2 separate regions of the Macaca mulatta genome follow, and region 2 is linked to region 1. The links are chromatin contacts, called in public Hi-C maps. All regions are on one chromosome and are shown on one strand. The core of a region is the stretch at or near the end of the contact, and the rest is flanking DNA. Distances in the headings are between cores, read along the strand shown. Region 1 holds the start of NTPCR (nucleoside-triphosphatase, cancer-related). Region 2 holds the start of SIPA1L2 (signal induced proliferation associated 1 like 2).

The links. Hi-C and Micro-C count contacts between places; a contact is called where the count stands out from the background.
Region 2: a contact with region 1 is called in a Hi-C map of fetal cortex germinal zone, with 2.7 times the contacts expected there. The contact joins the promoter of SIPA1L2 here to the promoter of NTPCR in region 1. A contact is called at or near these places in 3 of 14 Hi-C or Micro-C datasets (fetal cortex germinal zone, fetal cortical plate and liver).

The regions. Positions count from the first base shown.
Region 1 is chr1:16,104,468-16,110,159 of T2T-MMU8v2.0, reverse strand. It overlaps NTPCR (nucleoside-triphosphatase, cancer-related), which reads left to right and starts at 4,439. Exons shown (of 5, transcript NM_001267032.1): 1 at 4,439-4,494. The coding sequence starts at 4,461.
Region 2 is chr1:16,421,627-16,427,167 of T2T-MMU8v2.0, reverse strand. SIPA1L2 (signal induced proliferation associated 1 like 2) reads right to left here and starts at 4,120. Exons shown (of 23, transcript XM_077998594.1): 1 at 3,963-4,120. It overlaps LOC144337349, which reads left to right and starts at 3,101. Exons shown (of 3, transcript XM_077981986.1): 1 at 3,101-3,131; 2 at 3,237-3,487; 3 at 4,509-4,954. The coding sequence starts at 3,101. The coding sequence ends at 4,820.

The DNA.
Region 1 (5,692 bases), core at 3,190-5,689:
TGCCAGTCTAGACCGCAATCCCCATGACACCCGCAGGACTTGCTTCTTCAGCTCCCTGCTCAGTTGCTGTATTCTCAGTAATATCTTCCCCGACCACCTTCTATGGAGTAGCACATCCACTTCCCTTTTCATTTCCCATCCTTTTATTTTTCCTGCATGGCCTTACCACTCTGTGACATTTTATTTATGTACTTGTGTATCTGTTTGTGTCTCCCACCAGAATATAAGCTATACCAGCACAGAGACTGTCTCTTCTTTGCTGCTGTATCTCCAGAATGTACAACATTTCCTGGCAGAGTGATGGATGCATGTGCTGTAAGTACCATGCTATATTCTGGGTATAGATGAATAGCGCAAAATTCTTTAGATTTGATTTTTTTTTTTTTTTTTTTTTTTTTGAGGTGGAGTCTCCACTCTGTTCCTCAGGCTGGAGTGCAGTGGTGCGATCTCGGCTCACTGCAACTTCCGCCTCCTGGGTTCGAATGATTCTCCTGCCTCAGCCTCTCAAGTAGCTGGGATTACAGGTGGCCACCACCACACCTGGCTAATTTTTGTATTTTTAGTAGAGAAGGGGTTTCACCTTGTTGGCCAGGCCAGTCTGGAACTCCCGACCTCAAGCGATCTACCCGCCTTGGCCTCCCAAAGTGCTGAGATTATAGGCATGAGCTACTGCACCCAGCCTAGATTCTTGCTTTTGGGGGAATTCATAACTGGGTGGCAGAAGAGGTAGATGCCAGCAATCAGGGGGGTGCCGTAAGGGAAGGCCAAGGAAGCAGGAGCTGGGCCTGGAGAATCACAAAGCCTTGGGAAGCAGTAACAGTTGAGCCCATCCTGGAGAATGAGTAAGGGGTGACTGGGGAGAGTGGGAGGGGAGGCCTCTTACACCCCCTCTCACTTCCCCTTGTCCCTCTGCTTCAGTCATGGTGGCTGGTGGCTGTCTTTGATCCCCACTGGCTAGGAGTGGATGTGTTGCCCGGATCATGTGCTTCTTCAGAGTCAATTACTGAGGCTGGGAAGACAGAATGATCTCATTGACCAGGCTTGGGTCATGTATTCTCCTTGGAGAATGAGAAGAGGAGGGAGGTTCTCTTCTATCAATCACAGAGCCTGGGAGAAAAGGGGTTCCTAAAAGGAGAATTTAGCTGCTATTTCCATCCAGTGAAATGAACAGTGGGCTGGTCAAACAACACAACGGTCTCTCTTCCCACTTTGTTGTTTTCACATCTATACTTTTTATTTGTTTCAGTTTTCAGTTTTCCTGTACTTAGAAAACTGTATCCTAAATATGCCAGAACTCTCATTCTGTGTCCAGCCAGGAAGATGCCACTGGATGCCAGTAGCAGTTGGGCGTGGGGGACATCCAGGCATGCGCTGCAGGAAGGGGTGGGGTGAGGGTGTAGAGTCAACTCTGCTTCTGTCCTACTGGGTTACTGGCAGGATAGAACATTGTTCTGCACAGGGATTAGAACTCAGGGTATGAATGGCTCAGACGTTAGGTACAGACTGCATTAAACACTCATTCTATAACCACAGCTGACAAGACAACCAGCTTACAATAAAGTATTATTAGCCTTTGACTTGTCTGTAAGAAGGAAATACCTTGTTTAACCACATGAAACCTTTTGCATTACTTCCCAAGTGTTCCTTTAACAGTTTGATGACCATTCATCCTGGTTTGCTTGGGATTGAGGGGCTTTCTAAGACACAGAATTTGCAGTTTAAAAATTAGGACAGTTCTGGGAAAAGGGTAGATATGAAAACAAAATAAACAGTGTTTTTTGGACTTTAGGGTATTTTATAACCATAGAGACTGTAGAGTTGTACCTACAAACTGCTTTAATAAAGAACTGCACTGCATCCTGTCAAAAGTGAGGCTGCACCCAGGTGTTGCAGGAAGAAATCATTGGAATCACTTGTTTCTTAGGTAATTCTACCTTGTGTGTTAGCTCAGGCTACTATAATAGAGTACCACAGATGGGTGGCTTAAACAAACAAACAAAAAACAAAAACAAAAACAAAAACAACATTTACTTCTTGCAACTCTGGAGGCTGAAGTTTAAGATCAGGGTGCCAACATGATTGGGTTCTTAGGGAAGGCCCTCATCTTGGTTGACAGAGAGCAGTCTTCTCGTATCTTCACATGGCAGAGAGCAGAGAGAAAGCAAGTTTCTCCTTTTTGTAAGGGCACTAATCACATTCATGAGGGCTCCACCCTCATGACCTGATTACCTAATTGCTTCCCTAAGGCCCCACACTTTAATACCTTCACCTTGTGGGTTAGGATTTCAACAATAAGAATTTTGGGGAGACACAAACATCTGTCCATTGGATGTTGATAAGAAGCAAAAGTTGGATTCAGTATGGTACAGTACGTTAAGATCCCATTTATTTTAAAATTTGTTTCCATTTATGTCCTCTTCTTTTGTTGTTAATCTCTAAGGGATATAAGCTATTTAATTTGTTGTTACTGTTGCCCAATAACGCATACAGGAAACTGTAGAAATTAAGCATCAAATCGATGAATTTTCTAACATGAAGATATCCATGTAACCAGCATCCAAATAATTTATTTTCCATGGATAAAGAACACTCATCTATGAAGTCTTTTTTTCTGTTTTGTGAGACATCGATTCACTACATCTGGATTCCATGTATCTTTGAGCTATTTAAACTGATGCCAGAATTCCAGGCACAGCATCAAAACAAAATAACCCAACTTAAGGTGAGCCTTGCAAATCCAAACTGCTTTTCAGTGATGGAAAATGCCACATGATTAACACTTAAAATTAATATTTTTGATACAAGAGATATATACTTTTTCTTTCCTTTTTTTTTTTTTGGAAGCTCCTCCTATGGATTTACCTTACTATATCAGCTTTTCATTGTATTCAATATGCATGGAGTGCAAAATAAATCAAGGTGGAAGACCCTACATTACCAGCTGGGATAACAGTATACTGTTACAATAATATAGCATTACAAGTGTTGCAGAAATGGTGATGACAGCTGTATTTTACAAATCCGACTTTTTTTTTTTTAGATAATCATTGGACTGGTATAAGTCTCAGGCTAAAGGGAAACCAGGAGGTCCACGTGTGGGCAGAAATCAATTAAGTTGAACACTCACTGAATTGCTTTCTCAGCCAGGATGGGGAATGACTGACCACAAATTAAGCTGTACACATGTTAGACTGAGAGTTTACAGGTAAAAGTGGCCCAAGGCCACTGCCACGTCATTCGTTGGCTGGAACGCTTGCAGTGGTAAAGTAAGACGGAGAAGCTATTTAATTCTTTGCAAGAGACCTTTATACACTTTGGTGTGAAGGTAAAGAGGGAAAACTAGGCTTCCCATGCATGGCTGAGGACGGGAAGTCTGCCTACACCAGTGGTTCTCAACCCTAGCGCACTTCAGGAACTTCCTGGAGTTTAGAAAGAAGAAAAAGAATACAGATGCTCAGGACTCGCCCAAGACCAATTACTCATGTTAAACAAGATATATGGGAGGTCATTGTTTTGGACTGGCCCTAGCAGACTAGACCAAACCAGAATCGAGTCACTTGTGCCAAGTGCCATGTAGCCAAACTGAACTTTGAAACAGGCCAGTTTTCCCAAAAACCAGGAGATTTTAATCAACCTGAGTCAGTACAATAACGAAGTCCAATCTGTTTTAACCCTATAAGGAAAGTAACTTTGAAATACCCACTCGTTGTTGTTTTTTCTTCAGCCTTTTTTTGCCCATAAAGCCAGCCTCCTCTGCGCAGCTTACTGGAACACTCTACTTGCTTTAATGGAATGATCTATTTCCGGTTCTAGATCCTAAATATAAGCCAATTAGATCTTTAAACTAAACTTGTAATTTTGTCAGAAGACATCCCTTGTTACTGCAGGTGAAACCCAGGCATCAGAACAAGTTTAAAACTCCCCAGCTGATTCTATTCTGCAGGAATGGCTGAGAACAAGGTTGGAGTCATTAACATGGCATCCCCCTTTGAGGAATGCTTCCAGGTCACAAACCTTCTACAAAAGGGCTGTCCCCGCAGCCTTGGGCAATTTCAGCTCCTAGGTCCGGAGGCAAGGGGCAGAACCTGGGTGATGGCGCTCACTTGAAGCAGCAACAGTTTAATAACTGACGTTCTCACGCACTTATCTCTGCAAATACCCCACAAAAGCCCGGAACCCAGCATAAAACTTAGAGACCGCACAACCCGCTCCGCTTTTAGGAACTGCCGCCGCAGACGCAGAAATGCCGAGGGTTGAGTACGCAGGCGCGGATCGAGGACGTGGTAGAAGGCGCATGCGTGGTCTTGAGGGCGGTGCTTCCGGTCGAAGTACCGCTTGGGGGCGGGGACTGCGACACGCGGTGGGCGGGTCCTGAATCGCGACCCTAGTCCGGACCTGAGCTGAGTAGCGACCCCAACCCGGACTGGTACCCAGACCGCAACCCCTGCCCCCGCCCCCGCATGGCCCGGCACGTGTTCCTAACAGGGCCCCCAGGTAACCCTGCGGGGATCCCCACCTCCGAGAGGCCAAGGGGGTGGGGGCGCGCGGGCTGGGGGCGACCCTGTGCTGTCGGGGACGGACCCCGGCTCCAGGGCTCCGGCCTCTGAAGTTCCCAATTTAAATGGCGGGCTTGGTAGTCTGAAGAGTTTGTACTCCTTCCTGGAAAACGTGATTTAAAAGACGTAGGGCCTAAAGGATTAGAACACACTTGTGAAGGGTCCTAGGCCGGCTTCTTGATGAAGGGCTGAAACCGCAGGGGCCAGCGGCAGCGGTAACTCCTTACTTTAGTGTTGACGTTGTGGTCTGCACAAATGGTATTTCAAGAGATCTGCAGCAACCGTGATGTGAAGTGGAGATGTCTGATTTCTATTGGTAGTCACAGGTACTTCCTTACTGTGGGTCTTTGCTACATTCATCGTGCAAAAACATGGTAAATTTTAGTTGGAGGAGAGCAAAGCTGAAGTTGTAACCTTTCTTTCCCATCGGAGTTCATCCCCCCACGCCATCCCCGTCTCCATCCCCACGAATTCCCACCACAGCTGAGGCAGCAGGTGGAGAAGCTTTGGTACCTACAGGAGCCCTTCTTAGACACGCTTGCTTGTTCCTGTCGCTGTCCCCTCCTGACGTCTGTCAGATCCCTCAACCCTGTGGCCTGTGGAGTTCTCATCTGAGAAGTGGGATAGCGTTGAGGTCAGATGAGAGGTGTAGGAGGAGATGCTTTTAAATCAAGGCGCGACCCATTTATCAAGCATTACTAAAAAGGACAGGTAGGATGGTGGTGGTCGCATCAGATAGGCTAAAAACAAGAAAGACGTGCTAAGAGTGGAGAGAGTGATTTCAGCTGCTTTTTAAGGCAAATCTAATTTTGAAGTTTATTGTGGGTTCAGGTATCAAAGGCCGTAACCCTGGATCTAGAATTCTCTTTCACTTTATTTTAATGATTATGTTTAGCCGTAAGTAGCAAAGGCTACAGCTAATATTGCAGACTTTGGAATTTTATCAGGCATTGGATGGGGGAGATGGGGAGCAGAGGGTGAGGAGGAGGAGGAGGGTGGTTTGAGAAATGCCTGCTATCTAAAGTCACTCCTAAGTACTGCAAAGAACTGTTTTCTGAAAGTTGGTTTGTCGGTCCTTTATTTGAAACTTGGAATGCAGTTTGATACTCAGCAGGTTGACCCCAAGGCATCTGTGT
Region 2 (5,541 bases), core at 2,871-5,370, 320 kb before region 1:
GTATGCAGGAAACACAATCCCATTTAAACTAGTTTCAATGCCCATAGTGCTTTTAAACCAGTTTCAATTACCAAACAACTGGTTTTTCAGGGTAGCTAGTATTTCCTTACTTTAAGAAATAGATTGACTGCTAATTTCAAAATAATAACCCGCTTCCCCTTTGCCTCAGGTAAAAAGACCCACAAGGTGGGCAAGTGTTTACTAAGCTCAGGTATCAAGGAACCCTTCAAAACACCATCCCAGTCTTGGGGAACGGGGAGAGAAAAAAAAAGAAAAAAAACACCTTCCAAATCCATATTACACAGCTTTAACTACAGTAAGCATCATAGAAACCAAATCATGATCTGATAATTCCCCTATTAGACTAAAAGTTACATTCCATACATTTAAAGCTCTTTGAGAAAATCCATGATTTAAATACATAAAAAGCATTTAATGAAAAACATATACTTAAAGCAACTGGGTAAAATCTGTGGCCCATACTAAAAGCCAGAAGCTCCACCCCCATACCTATGATCCAGCTCTTGCTTTATTTTCCGGACCAAGTGCTTACACTGCTTCTTATACAAGTTCATTTCACCCCATCTATAGGTAGCATGTGGGTACTGATAAAAGCTGTTTCTGATTTCATTTCCTACTTCCCAGATGTTTGCTCTGTAGTTTTTCTTTTTTCTTTTTCCTTCAGCTATTTATGAATACACTCTAATTTAGAACAAATTCAATATGTCTTATTTTAAGCTGGGCAAGGCACACAATAAATGAGCACTACCAAGATAATTTCAAGATATTTATCCAGCGTATAAGTTTGCCTACCTAGGCAAGATTTGGACAGGCTGCCATGATCTTGCTTTAGAATAAAAGTGCTTAAAAAACATCACTGGGAGCCTGCTGCTGCTGTTACTGCTGAAACTACGGGCTATTGTGCTTGTCATAAAAGGGCTTGTGCTTAGAAATGAAAAAATCAAATATCCTCTGGGGAGAAGATGTCCCTAACACAATCCCTGGTATGAATCATGCAGATACTTTAACTGCATCTCTTCCCAAAATGGATCAATGGAATCCTTTTGGAGGAATCAACGTGATTTATACCCAAAACTTAAGATGGCATTTTCTCATGAATAATACTCTCTTATAACTCTGAATCAAGCAGTGAAATTCAATCAAGCAGTAAACATCTTTTAAGTGGAAATATTGTCTAAACGGGATGACAAAACAGAACTCTGAATTCTTTAAGTCCAAACATGAAACAGACATTCTTAAATGATGTAACTAAATACAGTAACCAAGTTGTCTCTTGAAATTCAACTTTAGGAATGCCAAAAATAATAGGCCACCTCTCAATATCCGCAAAGATACTGGTATGTGTAGGTTTTCTAGGAAAGTAATAAAAAGCAACAGTTTGGGAGATCTTTTTTCTTCAATTACTAATTGTAACACTAGAAAAATTACAACCTAGGCTGCACACAAACGCAACTCAAATGGGCAGTTTACTAAACGTCTGTCATAAGAAAGCCATCTAGTGTTAACGTTTAGAATGGAGACTGCAGACAAAAGAGGCAAAGAAAAGAAAAATCTGTGCGACTATTTTGAACTTCACTGAGCAAAGCCATGAGAACCACCAAGATTCTTTGAGGGTTTTTTTCCTTGATTTTTGAAAAAAGCCATCCTTGTCAAAACCCAGTCTCAATCTAACCAAATCAAAAATGTCTACAATTTTATTTTGACCAAAATCGTGTTTTGTTGAGCATAATTCCGTGACCAATGCACTTGATTTTTTCCAATACTCAGGCCAGAGTCATCTTGGGCTAAATTAATTTAACTGAAGCAGGTTAATGATGACAAATATCTCCCAGAGGAGTAATGCCAAGTTGTTCTCTCTTTCCGAGAAGCCTCGGCTCCTCTTGTAGATGATGAGCCGAAATTGATTCTTTGGGTTTGCGGCACGGCTGAAAATTAATCTGTAGGTTTTCCTGGGGATATTCCTAGGACGTGGGCAAACTACCCTCACTGACACGGGAAGACCCGGGGAGGCACAGGAGCTGGCAAAGTGGGAAGAAAGGTCGCGCTGAGTGAGAAGGGCGCTCGCCCGGCTGCTCACGGTCTTACAAAGAGGGATCCGTCCCGGTGAGGGCGCGCGCTCGGGGCGCACCCCTTCTAGAAGGGGAATTAGCCCCGCAGCAAGTTCGGCGTCAGCCCGCCAGGCGCGCCGGGGGAGCTGCGTCGGGCAACCGCGAGCCCTTCCAGAGAGCGTTAGTCAGAGCGGAGTTCTGGGCACCTGGAGGAGGTCCTCCTCAGTGCCTGTGTCGCCGACACGGGAATAACCTTTCAGACGATCGATAACTTGGAGAGAACAGGCGGCGACGGCTCCTCTCCTAGCCTGGGCCCGGGAGCGCGGGTGCATCTGCGTCTACAAGCCGGACCCTGCCCCGTGCCCCTCGCACCCCCGCGCCCCTCGCCGCCGTCAGTCCCCCGAAGCGCCCCGAAGGGCATCCCCTTCCCCTTCGGGACAGTCACCGCCTGGCCGTAGCCATCCCGAACCTACCCTCGCCACGCTGCCCGTCGGATTCCCCGACACGAACCTTCGCAACACCGTCCGCCGGGACCTGCTACAGCCTGTGCGCGCCGGGTGGCGCGTACCCGGGCTGCCGCCTCGCCGCCCGCCGCTGCCCCGGGCTGCCCATCGGCCCGGACTCTCCCCGCGCCGGGCTCCGGCGGAGGCGGCCCGGACCCGCCGGCTGCGGCTGGAGCTCTCGGCCTGCACTCGGGCGGCCGGCGGGGGCGCGGCGCTCTTCCTCCGTCCTCCTCCTCCTCTCGCTCCGCCGGCTCCTCCCGGGCTCCCAGTCTGCCGCGCCGGCTCCCGATGCCACCGCCCGCCCGCCAGGCGGCACCGCCCCCCGCCCGCTCTGTGGGCTCCCATTGGCCGCCGCCTGCAGGCCCCCTCGGCTCCGCCCCACGATTGGGCGCGGGCGCCGTCAGTCTCACCGCCCGCCGGGCACCAGGCTCAGCCGGTGCGCTGTTCCCAGGCCCCGCGGCGCGCGGGAGCGGCGCGTCCGGGAGGGGCCCGAACGCCTTTCTTGGGGAGGGGGCTGTGGAGCGCAGCATGAGCGGCGCTGGGCGAGCTCGAGGGCCGGGCAGCCTACCTGGACTCAGGCTTATAGAGAGCTGTCGCCGTCCTCGCCGGTACTCGCTTTCGTCCCTCTGAGGAATAAGTTAAAAACCCCGAGTCTGGTTCTGAGCCTTCCTCTGGCGCAGGCGCGACCCCACCCGGCCCTCCCGTCGCCCAACTTGGGACAGACGTGGCGGCCGGGCGTTCGGATCCGTGAGCCTCGGCCGCTGGGGCTACATACACAGCCCAAGACGCCACAGAATCGCCGAGGCCGCGCAAACGCCCAAACGGCCGCATCTCGAAGTGATCCCATATGAAGAAGACAGCGCGAGGAAGCAAGACCCTGCTGTGTGCCGGCCCCCGGAGGGCGCCCCGGGCCCGGTGGGTCGGAGGGTGGGGAATCACAGAGAAACACGCAGGCAGTAAAATCTTAGGAGGACAGGGGGTGCCAGCGTGCAGGAAATGCTGCTAAGAGACCTTTAGAAGCCAGGGAAAACGGAGAGACCAGCAGTTCCAGGCACCCGCATGCCAGCCCGGTCCGCTCAGCCCTTCCTCCCTGCCCTCCAGGCAGCGCTCAGCCCACGGTAGAAATGTCTTGGATCGTTTTTCCGACGAGGAAAAATTGAACTTTTTATACCCAACGTTTCTACTTTCTTAGAAATGTTGACTCACCTTTGAGGAAGCATTACTTGAAACTATTACTGTAAATTGCTTGACATTTGAATTAGATGCAGAAAGATTAAAGGGTCTCAGAAGAATCTTTTAAGCTAGACTGGAATTGACTCTGCCTAAATGGACAGCAACAGTCATCTATACGCAGAAATAATAAAGCAGGTGGAGGGAGCCTCTAACTTACCTTCCAGCGACACCGTAGGATTTCCTGAGCAGACCTTTTTGTCAGAGTTTTGAGCTGGGTTCCCAGAGACTGGATTGGGGCTTTCAGTTCCTCCCCTTCTAGAGTCAGACTTCTTCCTGAAGAGAGAATGTTATCTCTACTTCCCTATCACAAACACTTCCTAGAACACAGCCCTGTTAAAAGTTAAATACAGGCGGTCCCTCCCACACTATATTTCTCTGTGATCTGAAGCTGTACACATTATACAATCTTTTGTATCTCTTTAAATTATAGGTATAATCTGTGGGATTAGGTATAACTAAACAGGTCAAAAAGCAATCCTGTGACATAATACAATTCCTGAGCACTCCAGGTTTTGATGAGTTTCCCAACTGTCACCCCATTATCAGCATTTACAAGATTGTCATGTATTCATTTAACAAACATTCGTGGAGATCCTCTGATGTTCCAGACCATGCTAGGTGCTGGGAATATAAAATGCACAGGACATAAGGCTCGGCTCTTCAAGAGCTCACCATCTGACAGGTGTATTCTCATTCATTGTAGATACTCTACAAGAGATATCAACATTATCTCCTATGTACTCAACAAAACCCTACAGGAGCAGCACCCGTGAAGGAACTTTTCCTGGGAGTGCCTAGGGAGGACATACTCACGTTTCACCTTATTGCACGTTTCATTGTCTGTAAGGGCCTTGAGGAGAAGAACTACATCTCCTCCAGCATTTTGATCCCTAAAGCACAAATCGACTGCAGCTCGGAGCAGATCCTGGATCAGTGGGTGGTCATTGAGGTGGGTCTTGCTGCTACAGCTGCAAATGTCCATTGTCTAATAGATGAAGAGGAACCCACTCCTTAATATCCAATACATAATGATCATACATGGAAGTCTGACCAGACACTCTTCGATGACGGTGCTAGCCGCAATTCTCACCCTCTCACCTTCCCATCCCACTTCTTGTGCTTTGCAAACTAAAACTGAAATATCCTAAGTCCCACTACCAAGGTTGACAGTATTTTTTTTAACGCCTGTAATTGATTCTGTGGAGTAAATATTTGTGTGCGTTTCTGAAGGTCCATGGGACTTTCTGACTTTCCCAGAACTCCACGTCACATGAGGTTGGCCTTCATCGGAATATTCCTGCCTTCAGCAGGTGCTGAGTGAGCCCCTTTGCTGTGCAGAACAAAGGTGATACATACAGGCAAGAGCAAAACCCATAAGGTATCCACCTCACAGTCAACCGCGAGAGATCTTCAAGAGACACATCTCAGGAATGATTCTGAACCTTCTTCACCAAATAAAATATTCCAGAAATAGTATTAGATTTTAATGTGTGTGTCCTTCCTTGCTAGTCTTCCTACCAGCAGCCCTCTTGTTTCTTGCCTTTTTAGGCAAACAGCCTGAAACTTAGCGCAGAGACGGTGGAACTGCAGCACGTGTGAAGATATCAGTGCATCATTTTGGCCTCAGGACATCTTACTGAAAATAATTCTATATTAAAGCTATACATTTTGCTTAAATCAAAAAAAAAAATCAATGGTGAATTACAAAATTGTATTTGCCTAAAGGCTAGTGTGAA